Regions from separate parts of the Mus musculus genome. Here region 2 is linked to region 1. The links are chromatin contacts, called in public promoter capture Hi-C maps. All regions are on one chromosome and are shown on one strand. Each heading gives the region's core, a stretch centred on a gene start, on an enhancer-like site or on the middle of the called end of the contact. The rest is flanking DNA. Distances are from core to core; before and after follow the strand shown. Region 1 holds the start of Gpr65 (G-protein coupled receptor 65). Region 2 holds the start of Rps6ka5 (ribosomal protein S6 kinase, polypeptide 5).

Region 1 (6,760 bases), core at 2,217-4,716:
TCACAGACTGTAGGAACTTTAACAGAAGGAAGGCCCAAGTGTGGATACTTGAAACCCACTTAGAAGGAGAAGAAAATAATCGCGAGAGCAGAGGGAGGGAGGAAATCATGGAGCAGAGGGAAGAGAGAGGGGAAAAGTAGGGGCAGGATCAGGTATGGTGGGAGACAGGAGGGATACCCAGAAAGCCCGGAGAACAAATCGAAATATGCAGCAGTAGGGGCTAGGGGGCAGAGGAATATGACAGAAAGTCTGAGAGACCTGGGATGTGAGAGGTTACTAGGACTAAGGGCCCTAGTTGAGGCTGAGGGCCACCTACCCATCTTCAAAATTTTAACCCAGAATTGTTCCTGACTAAAGGAAATTCAGGGACAAAAATGGAGCAGAGACTGAAAAACCCACCCAGTGACTGGCCCAACTTGGGACCCATCCCATGTGCGCACACTAAATCCTGACACTATTATTGAGGCCATATAGTGCATGCAGATAGGAGCCTGGCACGGCTGTCCTCAGAGAGGCTCCACCAGCAATTGACTGAGACAAATGCAGCAGATACTTACAGCCAACCATTGGACTGAGGTCCAGGACCCCTATGAAAGAGTTAGAGGGAGGACTTAAGGAGCTGAGGGGGATGGCAACCCCATAGGAAGAACAACAGTGTCAACTAACCTGGACCCCTCAGAGCTCCCAGAGGCTAAACCAAAAACCAAGGAGCACACATGGGCCGATTCATGGTCCAGGCACATGTATAGCAGAGGACTTCCTCGTATGACCTCAGTGGTGGAGGATGAAATTAATCCTGTGGAAATTAGACGCCCAGGGAAGATGGATGATGGTGGGGGTTAGGTGGGAGTGGATGAGCCAGCTGGGGAACACCCTCTCAGAGGTCAGGGGCCAGGGGGGATGGGGTGAAGAACTTTTGAAATGTAAATAAATAAAATAAAGATTAAAACAATACGTGAAGGGGAAATCTAAGAGACCTAGGAGCACAAAAGCTTTAGCGATAAAGGGAAGCACACGTAACACAAATCGTGCGTAATTAATCAGCCCCTAAGAGATAAAAGATGGGATCAGAACACGTGGTGAACGAAAGAGAAAGAAAGATAGCTGCGTGTGATAGCTCCTGCCTGCAACCCCAGTGTCTGGGAAGAGGTGGCTTAGGGAATTACCATGGATTTACAAACAGCCTGCGCTATAGAAAGAAAGCATGTCTCAGAAAAAGGAGAGGAAGGAGTGAGGAGAGAGAGAATGCCAAAACTGAAAAGTCATATTTTTTTTCTCTAAAAATTAGAGTAGACTTTGTTGAATAAAATGTAATAGTAAAAAAGTCCTCGGAAGAGAACGTTGGACAAGGAAACTAAAGAAATCAGGGAAAAAAGTTACCAGTGTAAAAGGAAAAGGGAAACAGGAGAGATAAGTGGAGTGGTCAGTACACGGGTAACGGGAGCCCCGTACGGGAAGAAAAGGGAGGTCAGCGGAAAGCAACGTGCGTAAATCCAACGGCTGACTGATTTCTGGAACTTATGAGGGACATGAAGCCCCATGAATGATGAAGCCTAGTGTCAGCTGTGACAAAGTGAAACGTCTGTACTTAGTGATCAAACCGCAGAGACCCAAAGCTAAGGTGGTGGGGGGTGGGGAAGTGACGGGGAAGAAAGATGGATTATGTACGAAGGACACGTTTCAGACTGACAGAGGGCTGATCAATGGCAAGCACTGAAACCAGATGACAGACTGTTCACATTTCTGTATTCCAAGATAATGGCTGTCATCCTATAATCGTATTTCATCAACAGAGCAAAACCTAGCATTTACTGGTAACTACCACTCAGAAAAACCTTCTCGGTTCTTGAAGAAACCTTTAAAGGTTCTTGGTGAAGACAGAAAATGAAACTCTATGATCTGAACCACAAGAAGGGAAGGACCTGCATAAGCTGCTAAGGAGGGGGCTCTGATGAATGTCAGCATCACACCACTGGGTAGACTTATACACCCTAGGGGAAAACACCTAGGCTATAAAGGTCTCCTCTCTTGAGATAGGACTAAGAATGGAAGGGCAGGCAGTGGTGTGTTACTAAGCGAGTACATGTTTGTTTCTACAAAAGCAAAGACAGAGAAAATTATTTTAGTGAGGTTTTAGAGTTCTCAACAGGATAAATTCCTGTTTTAGCTATAAAAGTACTTCCTGCCTTGCTGAGAGCAGCCAGCCACCAACCAGCCAGGGGAGCTTGATGAAGCAGATAGCATCGTGTCTGTTGAGTAACAGGGGCAGCAGTATGTGCTTGTGGTTGCTTTTGGAAAGGTTCTCAAAGTTCTTAGGGGGGCGGGAGGGGGGGAAGAATCTGTGGTTTTTCTAAGTTTGTTTCCTCTCCTGTAAGTTAGTGCTCAGGCCATGGGGTTGCTGTGAGAATTAAATGAGATGCCCTGTGGGGCCAAGAGGGGAGCACAGGCAAAGCCTTCACCATATGTTAGCGTCTGCAGTGTACTGCTTTTCCTTCCGCTGCCCCACAGATTTCCTAAAAGGAAGTCATCCTTGACTGTCCGGCAAGCACATCACAGGCTAGCCTAGGGATCTTGTACCTGTGATGCCAAGCCAGCATTGCAGATAGCTCTAGTTAAGTCAATGAAAAATGCATCTAAAAAAAGGATATACAGAACATATTATTCCCGTATCTTTCCAAATATTATTTAGGATGCTTTAGTGAAATTTTGAGAATTTTTGCCACCCTCCCTCAAAATACAAATGATCTAAGTTTCAATTTTACGAAGCGCGAAAAAGACAATCTATGGTGTAGCTCTAAAAGTAATATGAATAATTGATGACGATAGCTAAAAGCAAATTGCTTGCATACAGCATTACAGAAACACTTTCACCTAAAGCATGCTTGCTGCCTATCAGGTCTCCACATGTCTCCGGTACTATGACAGTTATTTGTTAACAATTAGTTACAACGGATGCTTAATGATGCTGGAAACACAATTTTCTAACCTCACATGATTTCCGATGAATGTAAAAGCTATTCCTAGACTCGTGCACTGGTGGGGAGATAATAGCAGGTAGCTTTCCTGTCCAGGATGGTAGAGATTCTTTCTAAACCATCAGTTTGCCAACACACTGCATCCCGAGGAGAGCGCTGAGCACACATGGTCCCCTTTGTTATACCTATATCATCACCTAACCAGTTCTAAGTTTGAGTTCTGACATCCCCATACCACTGCTCAAAGTAGAAGAAACCATGTGTCTTCCTCATTTGCATCTCTCTCACAAAACTTGATCTTGTTACACTCACAAAGCCCAAACCAGAGGAAATGTTACATTGTTGATCATTATGCTAAAAAGTATACTATCTACTTTGAAATCTTGTTCTAGGTTTTAATCTCATACTCACCCCTGTTTCTGGAGGGATGCTTCTCTTGACTGAGGAGGCTGGCAAATCTGCTTGTATCAAGAAGAGAAACCAGCAGTGTTGTGGGGACAGGAAATTGCGCTCGTATTTTGTCATAAGCCAATGAGGAAGCAGCCTTTTAATGAGAAGGCTTACTTTGTCTGAGTTCAAGGATCCTTCTGTACTTTTAAGCGATGTTTGGGTCATTTACTGTCATGTGATTTTCATAACCCATTCTTTTTGTATCTTAATTATAAATGAATACTTATATGTATGCCTATTTCATGCATATGTATGTGTCTGATGTATGCACACATGTGTATGCAGCTGTGTCACCAGTATGCACTCTTTTGGAAACCAGGAACCTGTCCTGTTTGCCTTTCTCTGCCTTATGCCTCTGCACAGGGCCTCTTACTGATCCTGGAACTGGACTGGTGGCTAGCAAGCTCCAGTGATCTTCCTGTCTCAGCTTGTCCACTGTGTTGGGGCTCTCAGCATCCGCATTAGTTATGCATAGCTTTTAACTTGAGCACTAGGATCTCAGCCCAGGTCCTCATACTGTGCAGCAAGCACTCTTCCCCAGATTTTCATCTCTACACCCTCTGAATTTGATGCTGTTCTTAACATTGCAACCATTCAATCCTTTACATCATCTTCATCCTGTTCCTGCATCTGCCGTTAGATTGACTGTGCAGGCATCTACACAGGTCCTGACTATTCCGTGGAAATGAGCATAGCCCCATGTAAGAGAGGGCTATATTCGCTGACACCCTGGATGCCCCAGAAGCAGAGGTAGACGGTTCTAGATGCTCATGAATGAGACAGGATGAGTAATCTGGGTGTGAGGATGGAGAGGCTACTGTGGACCACTGTGGGGTGAGCTGGTTCATGAAGAATAAAGCAGAAGAGGCAGAATGGGATTGGTGATTACTGTGGTTTAACAGCAAAACTAGGCGGGGATGTGAGTAGGTCAAGAGAGCCAACTTTGGGAGAACTTTTTTCTGTTCTTCTGGGGAACTAATACGATTGGATGTATAGTATTTGATTACAGAATCACTTTCTCTTCTAGTAATCCTCTGGGAATAGAAAACAGTGATTCCTAAAAGCAGCTGATGGGACTGGACCAGACAAATAGATAATCATGCAATGTGAAAATGTGTTTATGAGTGCTATAGATTATTATTTTAAAACGCTAATGCAGTACTTTAACAAAGTAAAACTATAAGTAGTTAAATCAAAGTGAAATTAGTTTCTAGAACATCCCACTTTTGAGAAAAGTTAGACATAATTTTTAAACTGTATTCCAATAAACTTTGATTAGAAATTAAGGCTAGGATATTATTTTATAAGTACGAAATCAATTGAGAGTGGAAAATTCTAACTTAATTTTAGGCTCTACTCAGGATATGCCAAGTCTGTGTTTGTAGATGGAAAAAAAAAGTGCTCTTATGATATACTTGAGACATTTCTTCCCGCAGTTAACTGTGGTATAGAAGAGGAATGTAAAGGCTTTTGAAAATTCCTTAGTATATCTTTATGAATCATAAAAATATGCCGGCTGTGGTGGCACACATCTTTAATCCCAGCATCTGGGAGGCAGGGGCAGATGGATCTCTGAGTTCAAGGCTAGCCTGGTCTATCCAGTGAGTTCCAGGATAGATAGAGTACACTCTGGCTCAAAAACAAGCAAGCAAGCAAGCAAGCAAGCAAGCAAAGAAACAAACAAACAAGCAGTAACGAAAAAAAAGAATGATAAAAATAATGAATTTGTGAAGTATTCAAGAATTTGTAAATAACAAGTAGTAACTGAAAATCTCAGGATATATTGTCATTGGGATGATGGAAAATTAAGGTAAAATGTACAAACAATAATGACCTGAGGCGTTAGGGCTTGGGGGTGGGGGGTCCGCTTAATACAGGGTTTCCCTTGCAACCATGGAGATTCGAGTTCGAGCTTCAGGAGCAAGGTCCAAACAGTCACGTGTGGTGGCATATGATCATGATCCTAGGCCTGGGAAGGCAGAGGCAGGCAAACTCTGGGTTAAAGAAAGACTTGTCTTTAGTTTAGAAGAAAGAACAAAAGAGAATGGTGAAGCCTGAGGAACAAGTCCCAAGGTGGCCCTCAGGCTGGCACACACATCTGCACACATCACTCACATACATACATACAGAAACAAGGGAATTAAAAATTTGCCAAAATGAAAATAATAATTTCTGTCTGCTCATGACGACAATCCCCATGTCTCTTTTTTGCTTGGTTTTGCACATTTGTCTAACTGTTGTTTCTATTTCATGGGTAGTTCACGATTTGCACAATATCTAATTTTACCTAGATAGACCATACTTCTCTTTTTAGAGAAAGAGTATTTTCACATCCATATTAAATATCTATGCACTTTACTCTTCAAACACTGGAGGAAAAAAAAAAAAGAGGATGTAGTTAGAGAACATGAGAAATACAAACTTTGACTTCTGCTTACAGAAGAAAAAAATGTTAGTGAGCAAAAATTGCTTCCTTCACACAAGGAGACACTGACTTTTGTGGATTCTGCATCTTGTTTAGTTAAAACTGCACTGGTGCCATATTTAACCCAGTGGCATTTAAATGAATAGTTGGCGAAATTTCAGAGCCCAGAGACACGGAGGCATTTTGACAATATAAAGGCCAAATCAATAAACAATTATTCAGAACATTGGCTTTATGGGGTCAGGATTCTTTGCCAGTCAGTTTTCTGATCTTCTGAGATCACAGTGGGCACCCAACACTGGCCAGAGGCAGCGCACTTGGGCTTAAAACGGGAAACGGGGCAAATGAATGTGGTCCGTCTGGATTACAGCTTCTCCATGCGGTAGACAGCGTGGTAGTTATTCTGCTGATGAAGGACATTTTCCTCCTTTCTCCTTTTTAAGCTGCATCACTTGTCTGGTGCAATTTCCGAGATTAAAAACAGCGGTCAAATAGGGCAAGGTCAAGTTCTGACACCCTGGTATGCATTCTCATTTTTATTTCTCTTTATACATTTAATTAGTCATGTTGTATTTGTGGCCTGATGAAAAAGGGTTCTTGGCAGAAAGTGAGAGTGGAACAGGCTATGGGTTTAGTTTTGAAAGAGGTGACCATGAGCAATGGGAAGGCTGGGGTTCTGGGCTCCGTGCTTGGGGAAATCCTGTTGACATCCAAATTTTGATATAAGAAATTCATAAAGGAAGGGCTTTTAGAAAATTAAGTATGAAGACAATAATATAGTTTTTTATTAATTAAATATGGCGAAGGTAATATCTGGGGTTAAGTAAAATAAACTATCAAGGTTAATGTTCTGCCTTGACATTAGTATGGCTAATAGAAAGTTCGAATGCTCTCTGTGTTTGGTGTTCTC
Region 2 (6,760 bases), core at 3,036-5,535, 2.5 Mb before region 1:
GCCACAGCTATAGAGTGAGACCCTGTCTCAACAACAAAATGAGAGAGGTGTGTAGAGCGGGGCGGGAGGAGGGGAAGCTTTCGTGGTTGCTGCAGAAGGCAAAAGCTAGTGTGGGAAACTGCAACCGCGCATGGGGTGACTTGGCTAGTTTTGAAAGTGTCTGGCCGTGTCTGCCCACTGGCCAACTGTCATAAGAACCAAGCTACAAAAGGACTGAAAAAAGAAAAAAGTTCTTCCTGTTTGCCCAAGAAGAGGAAATGAGATTGGCGCGCATTAGGACAGTTTTTTTTTTTTTCAAAGTTCTGGTTAATCTTATGCATCTTTAAAGATTCTGAATAAAAAAAAAAAATACTTCCATACAAAGGCTTTCCAGCAACTCTAACCTAAACAGGCACTCCTGATGCATCCCATTATAGCACGTTGATATACATTTTCAGTGTGAGCAAAATGAAAAGCTTGCAGTTTCTTTATGTAGAATCACCTAGAATTTATTTCCATTCCTAAACTGTAATCTCAATAAGGAACAAGGATGGCATCTGTCTTGTGTGCACTGTGCCCTTGACACCTACCACAGTAATTGGCACATAATGGGAATGAAAGTTGTTGCACGAACAAATGAACAATTGCACACAGCTGTTGATCAGCTCTGCATAGCGCTGCTAAGTATGAAGTCACAGTGTAGCAGAACAGGCATGCCAGGCAGGTTCACCCAGGGAGCTGTGGGGCACCGATCTAATGGGGGCACCTAGATGTCTCCACTCTCTCTTTTTCTCTCTCTCTTCCTTTCTTCCTTTCTTTCTTTCTTTCTTCCTTCCTTTCTTTCTTTCTTTCTTTCTTTCTTTCCTTTCTTTCTTCCTTCCTTCCTCCCTTCCTTTCTTCCTCCCTCCCTCCCTCCCTCCCTTCTTTCTTTCTTTCTTTCTTCCTTCTTTCTTTCTTTCTTTCTTTCTTTCTTTCTTTCTTTCTTTCCTTTCTTTCTTCCTTCCTTCCTTCCTTCCTTCCTCCCTTCCTTTCTTCCTCCCTCCCTCCCTCCCTTCTTTCTTTCTTCCTTCCTTCCTTCCTTCCTTCCTTACTTCCTTCCTTCCTTCCTTCCTTCCTCCTTCCTTCCTTCCTTTCTTTCCTTCTTTCTTTCTTGATTTATTTATTATATGTAAGTACATTGTAGCTGTCTTCAGATACCTCAGAATAGTGTAGCCTCCCCCAGCCTGAAGCTGTACAGACCTTGTCAACACTGAGGTGGGGCCACCTGCAGTGCTGCTTTCGGACTTGGCTGGCTTCTTTTGAAGTGACAATTGCCCTGAGATTCTGCTACCTGCTGAGAGGCTGAACATGTCTTCCGGAGAGGTTCTTGAGGTAGCTGACTACCTGTGAAATTGGCGACTTACTGCTAATGGCTCTGCTCTGGCGGACTAGTGCTAACAACTTGGCAACAAAACAGCGCAGACTGCTAATAAACACTGAGCCTTGAACAGGGAATCATCTTGGCTCCATTATTTCTCTCGACCGGCTAGTTTCTCTCTTTCAGCTCCAGCCTGCTTCCCCGGTGTACGGTACCGGGTCCTTGTAAGCCTCGGGCCAGCTTGCTACAGAATAGGACATCAGATCTCATTTAGGATGTTTGTGAGCCACCATGTGGTTGCTGGGATTTGAACTCAGGACCTTCGGAAGAGCAATCAGTGCTCTTCACGGCTGATCCATCTCTCCAGCCCCTTCAGGTACTTTGGTACAAAAATCTGCCAACTATGGAGACTACCAAATATAGACCACTTTCTACTTTTTAAAGGCCCATGAGCTAAGGATGGGTTTTGCATATTTCAATGTTTGAAAAGATATTAAAACAATAATATATTATGGCATGTGAAATTCAAATTCCAATATCCATTAAGACATCTTAGGGGAACACAGCCATTTGTTATTGTCTTTCTGTTTTCTATTGACCACTTTCCAGAAAAATTGAGTAGTTATAAATGAGAGTCTACGGCTCACACAGCCTTGGATTTGCTATCTGTCCTCTAACAGGAAGATAGTTTGCCCATTCTTCATCTAATCCATGTGCAATTTAGAAGATCATTTTTGCATTGTTTATGCTCGTCTTTTCTTTTCTCATTATCACCTACTTCCGCTACAGAAATTAAGCTGTCAGTGCTACACTTGCAATACATTCTTTCCCAGTGAGTCCTCTCTTCCCGTCAGCCTCATGGGATTCGACAAGTTATAAGAGAGTGACTTTGCTGTTCTAACTAGTGTAGGGGACTTCATTACTAAATAACTTCTGTGCCTCAGTGTAACATTTACGATCCCTCATTGTCTTAAGGACACGGTTCATCTTCATTCTCAGTTTGCCCGGATTTGGAACCACCTGGGAGACACACCTGTGGGTGTCTCTTTAATGGCATCTCCAGGGAGGCTTAACAGGGAAGATCCACCCTAGCTGTGCTGGGTGTCCTGGATTTAATAGAAAGGAGACTGCTGAGTACCACAGTTTAGCGCTGTCTGCTTCTGACCACAGACACAACTTGACCAAGTGGTCTCCTGTTCCTCCATCTTCCCGCCTCCATGATACACTCTATCCTTAAAATGTAAGTCACTCCCCGACCCTGCCCAGGTCTTTCTTTTTTCTCTTTTGAGTGTTTTTAAGAAAAGGTTTCTCTGTGTAGCCCTGACTATCCTAGAACTCGATATGTAGACAAGGCTGGCTTTGAATTCACAGAGATCTGCCTGCCTCTGCCTCCTGAGTGCTGGGATTAAAGGTCAGTGCCACCACACCTGTTCTTTCTTTAGAATGCTTCTGTCAGGTGTTTTTGTTTTGTTTTGGGTTTTTTTGTTTTGGTTTTTTTTTTTGTTTGTTTGTTTTGTTTTTTTGTTTTTTTTTTTCCAAGAAGGAAAATAAAGATACACTCATCTTTCCTATACAGCTGTTTCCCTTACACTTCATTTAGCCTACCTGTTACTTAGGTCACCAGCATTTGATCTCCTCTAGACCTAGGCTCACAGCTTACCTCTGTGTGAAATGTCTCCAGTTTTGTCTTACTTGCCCTTTAAATTGGCTATCCAGATTTTCTCCTTGCCCTAAAAGCCTTGAGAATAATCGTTGCCATCTGTGCCATTCTCTAATGCTTAATACTGGTTCACAGTTTTGTTTAAATTCTTTATAGTTTCCTGTGCCTGTATACAAGTTGCCCATCTCTCGAGTTCCGTTAATAGCTTTTCAGGAGCAGAAATTGAATCTTATTTTATGATTCACCACACTCTTTGAGTTTCTTAAACATGAAAAATTGGGATGAGGATGTAGTTTAACTGGTAGACTGCTCGCCTAGCATTCATAAAGCTGGAGAGTTCAATCTCCCGCATGTCATAAGCAAGGCATGGTGGCACATACTGCGAATTCCAGCACTGGGAGGTGGTGCTAGACGTACCAGGGGGTCAAGGCTAGGCTGAGCTACACTCCCCACCTCCACAAGTTATTATTTCAGATTTCTCATCCGGAGCCAGAACCTTGACTTTTTGTGTATAGGAGCTACCTGTATTTAATTTTTAAACGTAATTTAGTTTTGCCTTGTGTGAGCGATACATGCCCTTAATTAAAGCTTGTGTGGAGGTCGGAGGTCAACATGTTAGTTCTTTTTCATTATATGGGAACTGCACTGTGGTTGTCCACGTCTGGCCGCAAGCACTTTTACCCACGGAACCATCTTGCCGGCTCCTACCTGTATTTAAACACAAAATTCATTTAATTTATTTAGTGCTACAGAGAATAGTATCATTCGAAGACATGCCATCTTCCAGACAGTCACACATTTGTGGGCCGTTCCCTAGGACCCTCAGACGCGCGCGAGCGCAAACACGTGGGTGACAAGTGCTTCCCTCCAGGACCCTCCTTTGTCCACTGTGATTGGCGGACCAAGCGGTCCAATCGTCTTTCCCCGCCTCTTTCCGCAGTAGCCAATCAGAGGTCCGGAGCGCCTCCTGACTACTAGATACTGTTTACTAACAGATCGAAGCTGGGAATAAGGGGTGTGACCATTCTGGGGAGGTCAGGAGAGGGAAGGCCTGCCTGCGCGTGCGCACCAAAGCGAGTAGGTGGGGCATTCCGTGGGTCTTGCCAATCGGAGCGTTCGCGCTCCTCCCTCTCCTGCCTCCCCGCCAAGCAACAACAATTCGAGCAGCGGGGCGGGGCGGCTCCTGAAACGTCAGGACTAGCCGCCCAATGGGAACGGGCGCTGGCAGACGCGCGCGCGCTGCGCCCAATAGCGCTGGTGGCTCAGGGCTGTCTCCTGGGCTGGCTGTGGGAGGAGCGGCCTGGAGGAGGAGGTGGAGGCGCAGGGCGCGGGGTTGTGCCGTACTAGCGGTGCCCGCTGAGGGGAGGAGGCGGAGGAGCTGCACGGCCAGAGCGGGAAAGAGACTCGCCTCAGTGTCGGAGTTGTGGCGCTGCGGCAGCTCGGCTCCTGGAGCTGTGGAGAGACGGGGCGTCTGCTGTCCCATCAGGTTCCCCTAAGAGCGACCCGCGCGATCGGAAAGAGGGTGAAGATGGAGGGGGAGGGCGGCGGCAGCGGCGGCGCGGGCACCAGCGGGGACAGCGGCGACGGCGGCGAGCAGCTCCTTACTGTCAAGCACGAGCTGCGGACCGGTGAGCGACCCCGCCCTCTGCTGGCCGGGCCAGCCGCGGAGGCGCGCCTGAGAGCCGGCATGGGTGCGCGCACAGGCCAAAAGGGGCGCGGGCTGGGGGGGACGGGCCCGGGGCGGGGCTTCGCGGGCGGGGAATAGTCCGGGGGTCCTGGGAGGCTCTGGGCACGGAGAGGAAAGTTTGCTCCTGCTGGGCCCCCAGTTTCCGACCCAGCCTGGGAAGATGCCTTTATGCCCCCTTTCCTGCATAGGTGACATATCTGTCACTACACGCTGTCTCGAGGGAAAGGTACTCTTTCCCTCAAGAGGTGAGCTGTGTGGAGCTGTGTGTGATGGAGCTTGAAGCTTGAACTCACTTTACCCTGCACCTCTGCCTGGGATGGTTCAGGTGTGAGGGGAGTGTGTGTGTTTGTGTGTGTATGTATGTCTGTACCATCCCTAAGGGACAGCGATCCTGCGAGAGGGGTATTGGTTCTCGGTTAGTCTCTGGTGAAGGAAAAAGGCTTCGTGGTCCTCTGGAATTAAGTCCTTTCTCTCAGAGTTATCGTGAAGTACTATACTCTCTGAAATTTGCCAGGTCTTTTGGCAAGCAGCCTCTATAAATGTAAAGTTTTGGGTGAAAGGCTTCACTAGGCGACTTAAGTGCTTGCATCCCCTGTGCTGGAGATCAGTAAAGCTCCGTGTGCTAAGCTTTTTACTTTTGCTTTTTCATTGTGTAATTCCGGGGTTTGTTTTGGAAAATTCTTATCTGGACCAATTGGTAAAGTTTGGGTCTCCCCAGCCCCATGGAGTCAGGTCTCCCCTTACACTATCATTTCTGCATGGAGAATGTGTTAGAGTGGATCGATAGTTATTAGTGTCAGTGGTTTTAAGATTTTTGACACTTAAGTCTTTGGCACATTATATTAAGTAGACACAAATGGCAAATGGCAGGTTTCAGGTAGAAAGCGGGTCCACCTTGCTGCTGTTTGGAACAGATTGAAACAGATGGATAAAGTTAACTACAACCCACAATTCTTGATTGCCCATTAGTATCTTTGGTGCCAGTCTTATGACTTAGTATAAGATGTAAATTCATGCCTTCTCATTTATCAGTATAAGCACTGCAGTTTTGATGGTTCTGACTCTATAATGTATCCTGACCCAGTTATTCCATAGTATTTTTGAATTCCTCACATAAACAGTGTAGATTCCCTTGGTTGAGATCTTCACTCCAAATGTTATCAAAAAGTGATGTTTTCAACGGGATTTTAAGCCATTTTTCTCAGTATACATGTATGTAGTGTTAATGCCCAGTTTACACCAGGAGCAGTGTCACATTTTCTAGAGTAAGGATTTTGGTCCACCTCCCCCCCATCTTACATAATGATTCCTTGCTGTAAGTGTGTGGAATCATACAGTACAACAAATGCTGCTTGAAGTCTTCTATGCTCAGCCATTGATCATGATACAGCAAGCAGTCTTTTGCTCAAAGACCAAGGGGCAACCTACTTGTTAGTAGTCAGCCAACTGCTCAGTTTCTGGATTTTGCAAACAATGCTAACTCTGTAGAAAACAATGAGCGCTGTTTTATTTCCCTTTGTCAACTAACTGTGTGTGAATCATCAAGTTTGCATTTAGAAATTCTTCTGATGGATGACGAGACTGCACTGAACTCACTAGTAATGTAGTAAAAAGGACAGGAACGGCCATTTAAATGTATTGCTAAGCACGTGGACAACTGATCAGATGTAATGGTCAAAAACACTGTTAAAATATAACTTGAAAGAGTAACTCCTCCGTCACCAGCCAGCTGGGCTCCTCTTAGCACATGTTGCTCTGATAGGAGCTAGAGCAGTGTGGTAGCTGGTGGCTATATTGAATACCATAGGACAAATGATAATTGAATTAGAAACCCAGTATAAGGGCGTGGAAATGGCTCCATTATGGAGACTGAATAGTATGGCATACCCGGACATGGAGTTGGAAGACGTGATGATGAATACTAGCTCTGCCACTTAGCTGGGTGTATAGACTTGGGAAATCACTGCATTCTTTCAGGCTTACTCCTTTCATCTGTAAAATGTGGACATTGAATGAGACACTACTGGAAAAATGTTAATCAGGTTACTTGGCACATAGTAGGAAATATTTATTGAAT

The links. Capture Hi-C pulls out chosen DNA fragments and counts their contacts.
Region 2: a promoter capture Hi-C map of adipose tissue shows a contact between it and region 1, with 4 times the contacts expected there. The contact joins the promoter of Rps6ka5 here to the promoter of Gpr65 in region 1. A contact is called at or near these places in 1 of 39 promoter capture datasets (liver), 1 of 115 datasets of contacts at active chromatin or transcription factors (thymic regulatory T cells) and 1 of 9 other capture datasets (adipose tissue).

Annotation. Positions count from the first base shown.
Region 1 is chr12:98,265,341-98,272,100 of GRCm38.p6, reverse strand. Gpr65 (G-protein coupled receptor 65) reads right to left here and starts at 3,466. Exons shown (of 2, transcript NM_008152.3): 1 at 3,387-3,466.
Region 2 is chr12:100,722,645-100,729,404 of GRCm38.p6, reverse strand. It overlaps Rps6ka5 (ribosomal protein S6 kinase, polypeptide 5), which reads left to right and starts at 4,285. Exons shown (of 17, transcript NM_001330702.1): 1 at 4,285-4,624. The coding sequence starts at 4,525.